Regions from separate parts of the Sus scrofa genome. Here region 1 is linked to region 2. The links are chromatin contacts, called in public HiChIP or PLAC-seq maps. All regions are on one chromosome and are shown on one strand. The core of a region is the stretch at or near the end of the contact, and the rest is flanking DNA. Distances in the headings are between cores, read along the strand shown.

Region 1 (4,434 bases), core at 1,812-4,311, 87 kb after region 2:
GCTGATTTTCATTCTCAGCATTTAATGTCATCCTGAAAATAACCTCTTATTAACGACATTGACTAAAATTTTACTTTAGCTCATACTTCTTTGCTCAAAAAAGAGAACTTAAATACATTTTGAAATCTTCAAGGCTTGAGGATATGGCTACCTGTTCCTCTTCCCACCCAAGTCAGAAGTAAAAAGGAAAAGCATTTACATAACCATAAAATATTATAGTCCCAAATAACACCTTATCTTTAGTTTCAACATATTGCATGGGATTATGCACTTATGCAATAAAAATTCTTTCCTGCATAAAACTAGCAGGATGTCGACCTTTATCTCCTTTTATCGTTTTTATGTTTGCTTTAAGGCATCACTTTCCTCCCATATTTCCTGGTTCAAGACTTGTCATCTTTGGGAGGTCCCTCTTGGCTCAGCAGTTAACAAACCCAACTAGGATCCATGAGGACACAGGTTCAGGCCCTGGCCTCTCTCATTGGTTTAAGGATGGATCCCCGCTGCCGTGAGCTGTGGTGTAAGTCGCAGACACAGCTAGGATCCTGTGTTGCTGTGGCTGTGGCATAGGCTGGTAGCTACAGCTCTGATTCCACCCATGGCCTGGGAACTTCCATATGCTGCAGGTGGCCCTAAAAAAAAAAAAAAAAGAAGAGAAAGAAAAAGACTTGGCATCTTTGACTCTTGTACCCTTCCCCCAATCTGTCAATTTCACTTCCTTAAATGTGTCCAATCTGTTTCTTTCAGTCTGTTCTCAATACTGCCATCTATTACCTTTGCCTCCTACACTGCCTGTTTCACTATTTTCAATCCATTTCATCTAATTCCAGAGAAAGACATCTCTGAAAAATCTCCAGAGACTCCTTATTGCCCATGGAGTAAGGTCTAAATGCCTTAGCCTGGTTACTAGCAAGGCTTTCCAGGACTCCACCCATCTCCCACTACCCTCTTCGAGCTGCCTACCATCCAGCCAATCGGCACCACTCTGCTTACTACTTACTACTTCCAGTTACTGCTAGCTCATTCCTCCCCTATTTTGATATGACCATCTCCTTTTTGTCAGCCTTCCTACTTCCTGCAAGAAGAAACTAACTCTCAGAGGGATTATGTGACTATGACAGTGCCTGTGGGGGGATATGAAACCAAGCTACTCTGACTCAGACTCTTTACTCCTAAATACATGTGTGTAATTTCTTTTAACCACAGTACAGTTCTCAAGCCCAGAAACTTAACACTGTTGTAGTATCATGACATATTATACAAGTCATATTCAAATGTCACCAATCATCCTTTATATGAAAATTTCCCCAATCTAGAATCCCATCCAGGATCAAACCTTGCCCTTAGTCCTCATAATTCTTCAACATTTTTAGCCTGGAAAAATTCCATAACCTTTGTTTTTAAGACATTGACAGCTTTTGAAGAGTATAAGCTAGTTATTTGTAAAATTTCCCTCAATGTGTCCTTTTCTGAGTGCTAACTCAAGATAAGATTCAGGTTATGGATTTCTAGCAGGAATATCACATAAATTGTGTACTGCTAACTCTGTCACACATCACCAGGCACACAATGACGGCTGTCTCATGACTGGCAATGCTCAATTTTGATCACTTGTATAAGGTGGTATCTGGCCCACTGTAAAGTCACCATTTTCCCTTTCGTGATTAATAAGCAATCTGTGGGGACATATTCTGATTGTGTAAATACACCTTCCCTCGTCAAACTTGCATCCAGTGGTTTTAATATTCACTGATATCTAATGACACAATGATAACTATGACAGCTGTAAAATGGTGATTTTTTTTCTTCTTTCCTTTTCTTTTTAGGGCTGCACCTGCAGCATATGGAAGTTCCCGGGCTAGGGGTCAAATTGGAGCTGCAGCTGCTAGCCTACGCCACAGCCATGCCAGATCTGAGCAGAATCTGCAACCTATGCTGCAGCTTGCAGCAATGCCAATCTTTAACCCACTGAGTAAGGCCAGGGACTGAACCTCATGGACACTATGTAGGGTCTTAACCCTTGGAGCCACAATGGGAACTCCTAAAATGGGATTTTTCTAACTCTGTTGTTTTGTGTACATTTATTATGTGGCAGCCTGGTGGAAGGAGGAACTTTCCTTCCTTTCCCTCTATTACATTTTTTTTTCTTTTTAGGGCTGCACCTGAGGTTAGGGTTTGAACTGTCACTGCAGCCGACGCCTATGCCACAGCCCCTGCAATACTGGAGTGGCATCTCTGACTTACTGCAGCAACACTGGCTGCTTAATCCATTGAGCCAGGTCAGGGATCAAACCCACATCCTCACAGAGAGAAGGAAAGATCCATAACTTGCTGAGCCACAACGGGAACTCCCTCCATTACATTTTAATCAGGAAAAAAACAAAACAAAACACCTTAAAATAACTGGATACCATTCTAACTGGAGAGTACTTAGTTCCCACTCCTCTTCAGGGTGCTGGGCCTAGCTTCTCTGTGATTCAACCTGAACTTTCAGTCCTCTGACTGCAGTGCTCTCAGCCTTGTGGGTGATAGGCTCAGGCCACACAGATTTATTTACTTACTACTTCATTGACGGCTCCAACTTCATTTACAACTACCAACTGGTAGTCCAAACACTGTAAAATGACATCCCAGTCTCGACAGTTTGGGAGCAAAGTGCTGGGTGTTTTTTTCTTTTTTGTCTGCCCAGTGGCATAATGGGGTTCCCGGGGCCAGGGATCAGATCTGAGTCGCATTGGTGACTTACGCTGCAGGGAAACATGGGATCCTTAACCCACTGCTCTGGGCCAGAGATCAAACCTTCGTCCCTGGGCTCGCAAGACGCCGCCCATCCGGTTGCGCTATAGGGGGAACTCTTTGTGTCTCTATCTCTACGTTTGTTATCTTTATGCTTCATCCATGGATCACAAAAACTTCTGTCCCAATGTCTCACAGAGTATGTTTAGAACTCACCTGAGAGCTGGAAAGAAGGGGTGTTTAAAATGTAGATTGCTGAGGTCCTGACCTAGAGCTTCCGATTTAGTAGATCCGGGTTAAGACCCAGGGTTCAGGTGGTCTGTTGCTCAAACCGTGAGAAACAGCGCCCTCAAAAACGATGGTGGACAAATCTCCCTTCCCTGAGAATTCGTCGCCCCTGGCATCTCCCAAGGGGCCCGCTCAGAAAAGGCTGGGGGAACAAAAGAAGGTGTTCATCCTCCTTGGCCCCTTGGGACTTCAGAAACCAACATCCGGCTGATGCCACTCGGGCTCGCGGACTCGTGCTGGGGTGAAGACCCAGGCGGAGAGATCCAGGAAAGGTGACCCCCATTTGGGGCAGAGCGGGCTGGTTTGCACCCAGGGGCACGGGGGGCGGGCAACACCGCCCCTCCGCGCCTGCCCACCCCAGTCCCGCCAAGCCTCGGTCAGCGAGCCCCGCCCCCACCCCGTTCCCCCTCCCCCTTCGCTCGGGTCGGGTGCTTAGTCACCGTGAGGCTGCGCCGGCCGGGTGCCCGCGCGGCCCCCCTTCTTCCCCGGGGCCCGCCCCCGGGCCGCACCCCCGCGGCGCACACTTCCGCGTGCATGGCCCTGCTGGTCTGGACCCTGAGCGCTAGCGCGGGCCCCAGCTGGCGGCAGGCGGCGCGCGCCTTCTCCCGCTTCGCGCCGCCTCCAACCCGACCCGCCAGCGTCTTCCCCCGAGCCATGGCGAGCAGGCAGGAGTCGCAGCCACAGTGCTGGCCCCCAGCCCGCAGCGTCGCGACCTCCTTCGACTACCTGGTGATCGGGGGCGGCTCCGGCGGGCTGGCCAGCGCGCGCCGGGCGGCGGAGCTGGGCGCTCGGGCCGCGGTGGTGGAGAGCCACAAGCTGGGCGGCACTTGCGTGAGTACCCGCGCTCTCCCGGTGCTGCTCCTGGTGCTGCTCCTTGCGCCTCGGCCCCTGCAGCACCGCGCCCGAGGCCCCGCTTTCTTTCCTCCTCTCTCTGCAGAAACGTTCTGTGCTCCTTCCTAGTGAGCTCTGGCGCTGCCCTTTCCGCTTTCCCACCCGAGTCAGAGGCGGGATCCCAGCAAGTTTAGATGAGAGAAGTGTACAGTTTTTTTTCCGCGGCCCCCGAAGCTAAGCCTGCGCCTGTTCCAGCGCAGGTGCAATAATAACGCTGGCAGGAGGTGGTTAAATCTAACGTAACTTTCCTGCATCCTCAGTCCTCAAGGCGGAAGGGTATTGTAGTCCATGCTCTATCTCATTACCAAATCTATGAACCCAAAACTGCACCTGGATAACTGCAGCTTGCCTGCGTCTCTGGGAAGGGGGGAAAGGGAGGATGGAGCCTATGTCATTGACTTGCGGTCCTCTCCTTTCATTTTCAAGGGCAGAATGATTTACAGCAGCGGTTCACACTTTCGGCTGCACATTCGGATCACCTGAGGAGTTGAAAAAGTTCTGCCTGTGGGTAGCCTCGGC
Region 2 (4,068 bases), core at 69-2,568:
ACCACCTTTTCATGTTCTGTCTTGCAGTTGGTTTGCTGCTGTTTACAAGACACTTGAGAACAGGAGCTCTTCCAGCCTTATTTTCCACCATAGGACCTATTTCGGTTATTAGGAGTATTTGTAGCTTTCCAAAGAGACCATGGTCTTGCACACATTTGTTCTCCGCCACTTTCCAAAAAAAAAACCCAAAATCCTGAGAACTCCTTTCCTCTTTTCCAGGGAACTCCAAAGTGTTGCTTAGGGAGAAGGTTCAAAATTCAGTTGAAATGCCACCTCTCTCAGGGTTTCCCTAGTGGTCCAGTGGTTAAGACTCGGCCCTTTCGCTGATGCTGCTGGGGTTTAGTCTCTGGTCTGAGAACTGAGACCCCGCAGCAAACCACTGCAAAAGGAAAAGAAAAAAAATGCCACCCTTCTAAAGTTTTCTGTAGCTATTGCCTAGGAGGGATAAGGCAAGAAACAGAGGAACATGGCTCCCAAACTCTACTGTTGGATAAGCACTTGTAGAATTTAATCATGATAACCTGAAAAGGGCTTATTGCCCCCTTTTAACAGATGATGAACTTGAGGCTGGGGGAGCTTTGGTGATTGTCCAAGGACCTGGCTGGGAGGCTAGCAATGCCAAGAGGGAGCTGGAGGGAGTTCTTGCCTTCAGATACAAGAGGCTGCCTCCCATTTGGGTTCAGTGGCAATAATCTGCAACTATAATATAGGAAGTCAACTTGGTAAGCATTAGCTGTTCAAGAGATCTGGCAGTTAGCAGTTGCTCATTAAGTATCTGTTGCATGAACAAATCATGAGAATTCAGTAAACACTGCAGTCAACTCCGTGGAGGATGAGGGAGCTGGGACACTGATTGGTAAAACACAGAGCTGTCATCTCATCTTTCTGATGCTGAAAGGGGGGATTCGAGATGTCAGTGCCTCACAGCTAGTTCATAACAGAGGTAAGACTAGAAAGAATTTATTTTTTTTCTCAACAAATGTTGACCACCTGCTATGGGAGAGTGATAGATTCTGAGGAGACAATGTTGTCAAGGAGGGGGACAAGCTTTCCAATCCCCTCTACAGAACGCTAAAATAAAAAGAAGAAAAAAAGGGGGAAAAAAGCACTGCAGGAAACTATAGTGGGTACAGACTTGCGTAAAATTATGTAAAGAAAGAACTGGGAGAGCTTGGTCGATAAAGTGCAAGATGGAAGGGAAAGGGACCGTTTCTCCGCCGAGCCACACGGGGGCGCTGTACCCCTCCTCGAGTCCCGGGCTCCGGCGGCACCGCCTGCTAACCTTTTCCCGGCGGAAATGCCCGGGCGATGACGGAAACCCAGAGGGAGGGGAAAGAAAGAGCGAGAGAGAAGGGGCAAGGGAATCCAGAGCAGCGGGCGGGCGGGAGGCGGCGGCGGCGGCAAGTGGCCATAATCCGGCGGGAGCTGCGCGGAAGTCCCGCACCTCCCCGCGCCCTCCAGTGACGCCCAGGGCGCGCGGCCCGGCGGGCCAGGGCGGGCGGGGGTCTCCCGAAGGCCGCGCGCCAGGAGCCGCCCGCGGGGCTCGGGCGGGGCGCGGGGTCCGGGGCCGCGCTCCCCCACTCCTTCCTCTCCCACTGGGAGCTGGCGGCGGCGGGCGAGGGGAGCGGCGCGAGGGGCGAGGGCGGGCGGGGAGGGGGGCGGGAGACGGCGGGGGAGGGGCTCGGGTCGCCATGGACGACAAGGCGTTCACCAAGGAGCTGGACCAGTGGGTCGAGCAGCTGAACGAGTGTAAACAGCTTAATGAGAACCAAGTGCGGACCCTATGCGAAAAGGTAAGAGAGAAAATTGGCGAGATGCGGCCGGCGTGCGACAGGCTGGGTGGGGGCTGGGACCTATCCTCTCCCCTCTCCCTCCTCTCCCCTCCCCCCTCCTTCCCCTCCCCCTTTCTCCTCCCCCCCTCCCCCCCACCTCTTCTCCTGGCCTGCTTGTCCCTTGTCCGGCGCGTCCGTCTGGGACCTGCGGGGCTGCGTCTCCCACTCGGGCAGCCTCCCCCGGGAGGAGCCGGGCTGTTCCTGGACCCCCTGGAGACCCAGCACCCGGCTGGGGTTGGAAGCTCCCAGTCCTGGCCTAAGGGGTCCGGGGTAGGTGGGCGGGGGCAACGTGGCACCCGGAATCCACTCCTGGAGTGATTGGGGCGCCGACTGTTTTCTGGGTTTTGCTGACACTCCAGTATTTCCGTGCGGACTAGCAATCCGCGCTTTAGCTGGCTGGCAGGGTAATCTAGGCAATCTCGTAGTTGAAAATGAACCTGGACGTTGTGAATCTCAAGGCCCTTGATATAATAAACGTAGCCGTTTTCTCAGGTGACTCGGTCCTTCAGAAATCATCGAGTTGAAATGTATCAAGCATTTGTTTATAGAGAGGTGGGTGTGATGGCGGACTGTGATTTTTAAAATAGAAGTTGACTTTGGTTGAGACAGATGGTGACTGGTCTTCTTCAATTGAGAAGCTCTCTGGAAGCAAAAATGTTGATTTTCAGAAACAGGACGGCTAGTCTTAAGTTTGGCAACACTGCTTGCATGAAATGATCAATGGGTACGTGTTTTACGTGCAGGGTAACACTTTTCAGAAAGTTATTTCTATTACATATTTAAGTTGTTTTTTTCCAAAAAGTAGTAAAATATGCAGGCAATTAACTGTTTACAGTCGCTGTTGATTGTGTGATTTTAGGCCACTTTCTGAGTCCTATATTCGTTGTTTTCTTAACCTCGAATTATTTCAGATTTTACAGTTTATTTTTCTCATTCCACCTTTTTTTTGGCCTAAATAATATTAATACATTTTTATGTAAAAAGGTTCATATGAAGGAGTAACAAAGTTATTTATTCTTTAATGCTTTTGATTGGTTTGTATTTTTAAGCCATGACCCATAAGACTTTCTTGATCATTGTGTTTGTAAGCCGGGATGCCTCCGAAAAGCATTGAAGAAGGAAAGATTTTGTCAATGTTGTTTATAGCACACCCTTAAAATTAAGCATCTTAGGAATGGAGGAGTAATAGCTGTTTTGTTGTTGTTGTTTTCCTTTTTATGGCCGCATCCAAGCATATAGAAGTTCCCTGGGCCAGGGGTTAAATCTAAACTGTAGCTGTGGAGTTAAATCCTTTAACACATTGAGTGGGCCAGAGATCAAACCTGGACCTCTGCAAAGACCTGAGCTGCTGCTGTCAGATTCTTAACCCACTGCACCATTGTGGGAACTCCCAAGAATAGTGTTTTTAGTTACATGTATTGTTGCTTAGGGTCTACATACATATGTAACTTTTTAGAATTGAGGTATAGTTAATTTACAATGTTGTGTTAGTTTCAGGTATACAGCAGTCACTCAGTTACACACATATATGTGTATTCTTTTTCAGATTTTTTTTCCATTATAGGCTATTACAAAAATATTGAATAAAGTTCCCTGAGCTGTACAGCACATTTTTGTTTTTACCTGTTTTATATATAGTCGTGTGTTTGTGTGCTCATCCCAAACTCCTAACTTACCTCTTCACCCCCTTCCCCCGCTATCCTCTTTAGTAACTATAAGTTTGTTTTCTGTATCTGTGAGTCTGTTAAATAACTATTTGTTAACACAGGAGTGTATTTCTGTAAATAGAACTGCCAAGCAAATGGTATTTTTGTTTCCCTGAAACAGGCTGTTTACTTACCACTTCAAGTTCCACATTCAGTTTTCTTGTGTGATAACCTGTAATTTCATGTCTTAGAATTTACATTTTAATTCACGCTCTCTTAGGCTCCAGTGTCAGGTGAAACATTCAGTTCTGAAATTAGCTGAGTCAGTTCACCTCACTGTGAACAGTAGATAAAGACTTGAAGTTATGGACAAAGTTGGCAGTTGAATCAGTTTTTCCCTTTAATTCTCTAATAAATTTAAGATGTCTTCTGGAGAAGAATATTCTACCCCTCAACCACACTTGAATCCTAATCACTTGAGGAAGCTTTCTGTGTTTGTCCAGAGAGATTATTTTAACTTTAGCTCCTGAATTGAACTACCAATCCCTAGGACCTTTGAGATATATCTAACCTTATGTCTTACTTTTTTT

What was found. HiChIP or PLAC-seq counts read pairs in DNA pulled down with a chosen protein or histone mark.
Region 1: a contact with region 2 is called in an H3K27ac HiChIP or PLAC-seq map of alveolar macrophages. The contact joins the promoter of GSR here to the promoter of PPP2CB in region 2. A contact is called at or near these places in 1 of 5 promoter capture datasets (fetal liver), 2 of 47 Hi-C or Micro-C datasets (fetal liver and fibroblasts) and 2 of 2 datasets of contacts at active chromatin or transcription factors (alveolar macrophages and skeletal muscle).

What each region holds. Positions count from the first base shown.
Region 1 is chr15:54,379,503-54,383,936 of Sscrofa11.1, forward strand. It overlaps GSR (glutathione reductase, mitochondrial), which reads left to right and starts at 3,062. Exons shown (of 13, transcript XM_003483635.4): 1 at 3,062-3,855. The coding sequence starts at 3,559.
Region 2 is chr15:54,294,468-54,298,535 of Sscrofa11.1, forward strand. PPP2CB (serine/threonine-protein phosphatase 2A catalytic subunit beta isoform) reads left to right here and starts at 1,319. Exons shown (of 7, transcript XM_021075810.1): 1 at 1,319-1,793. The coding sequence starts at 1,692.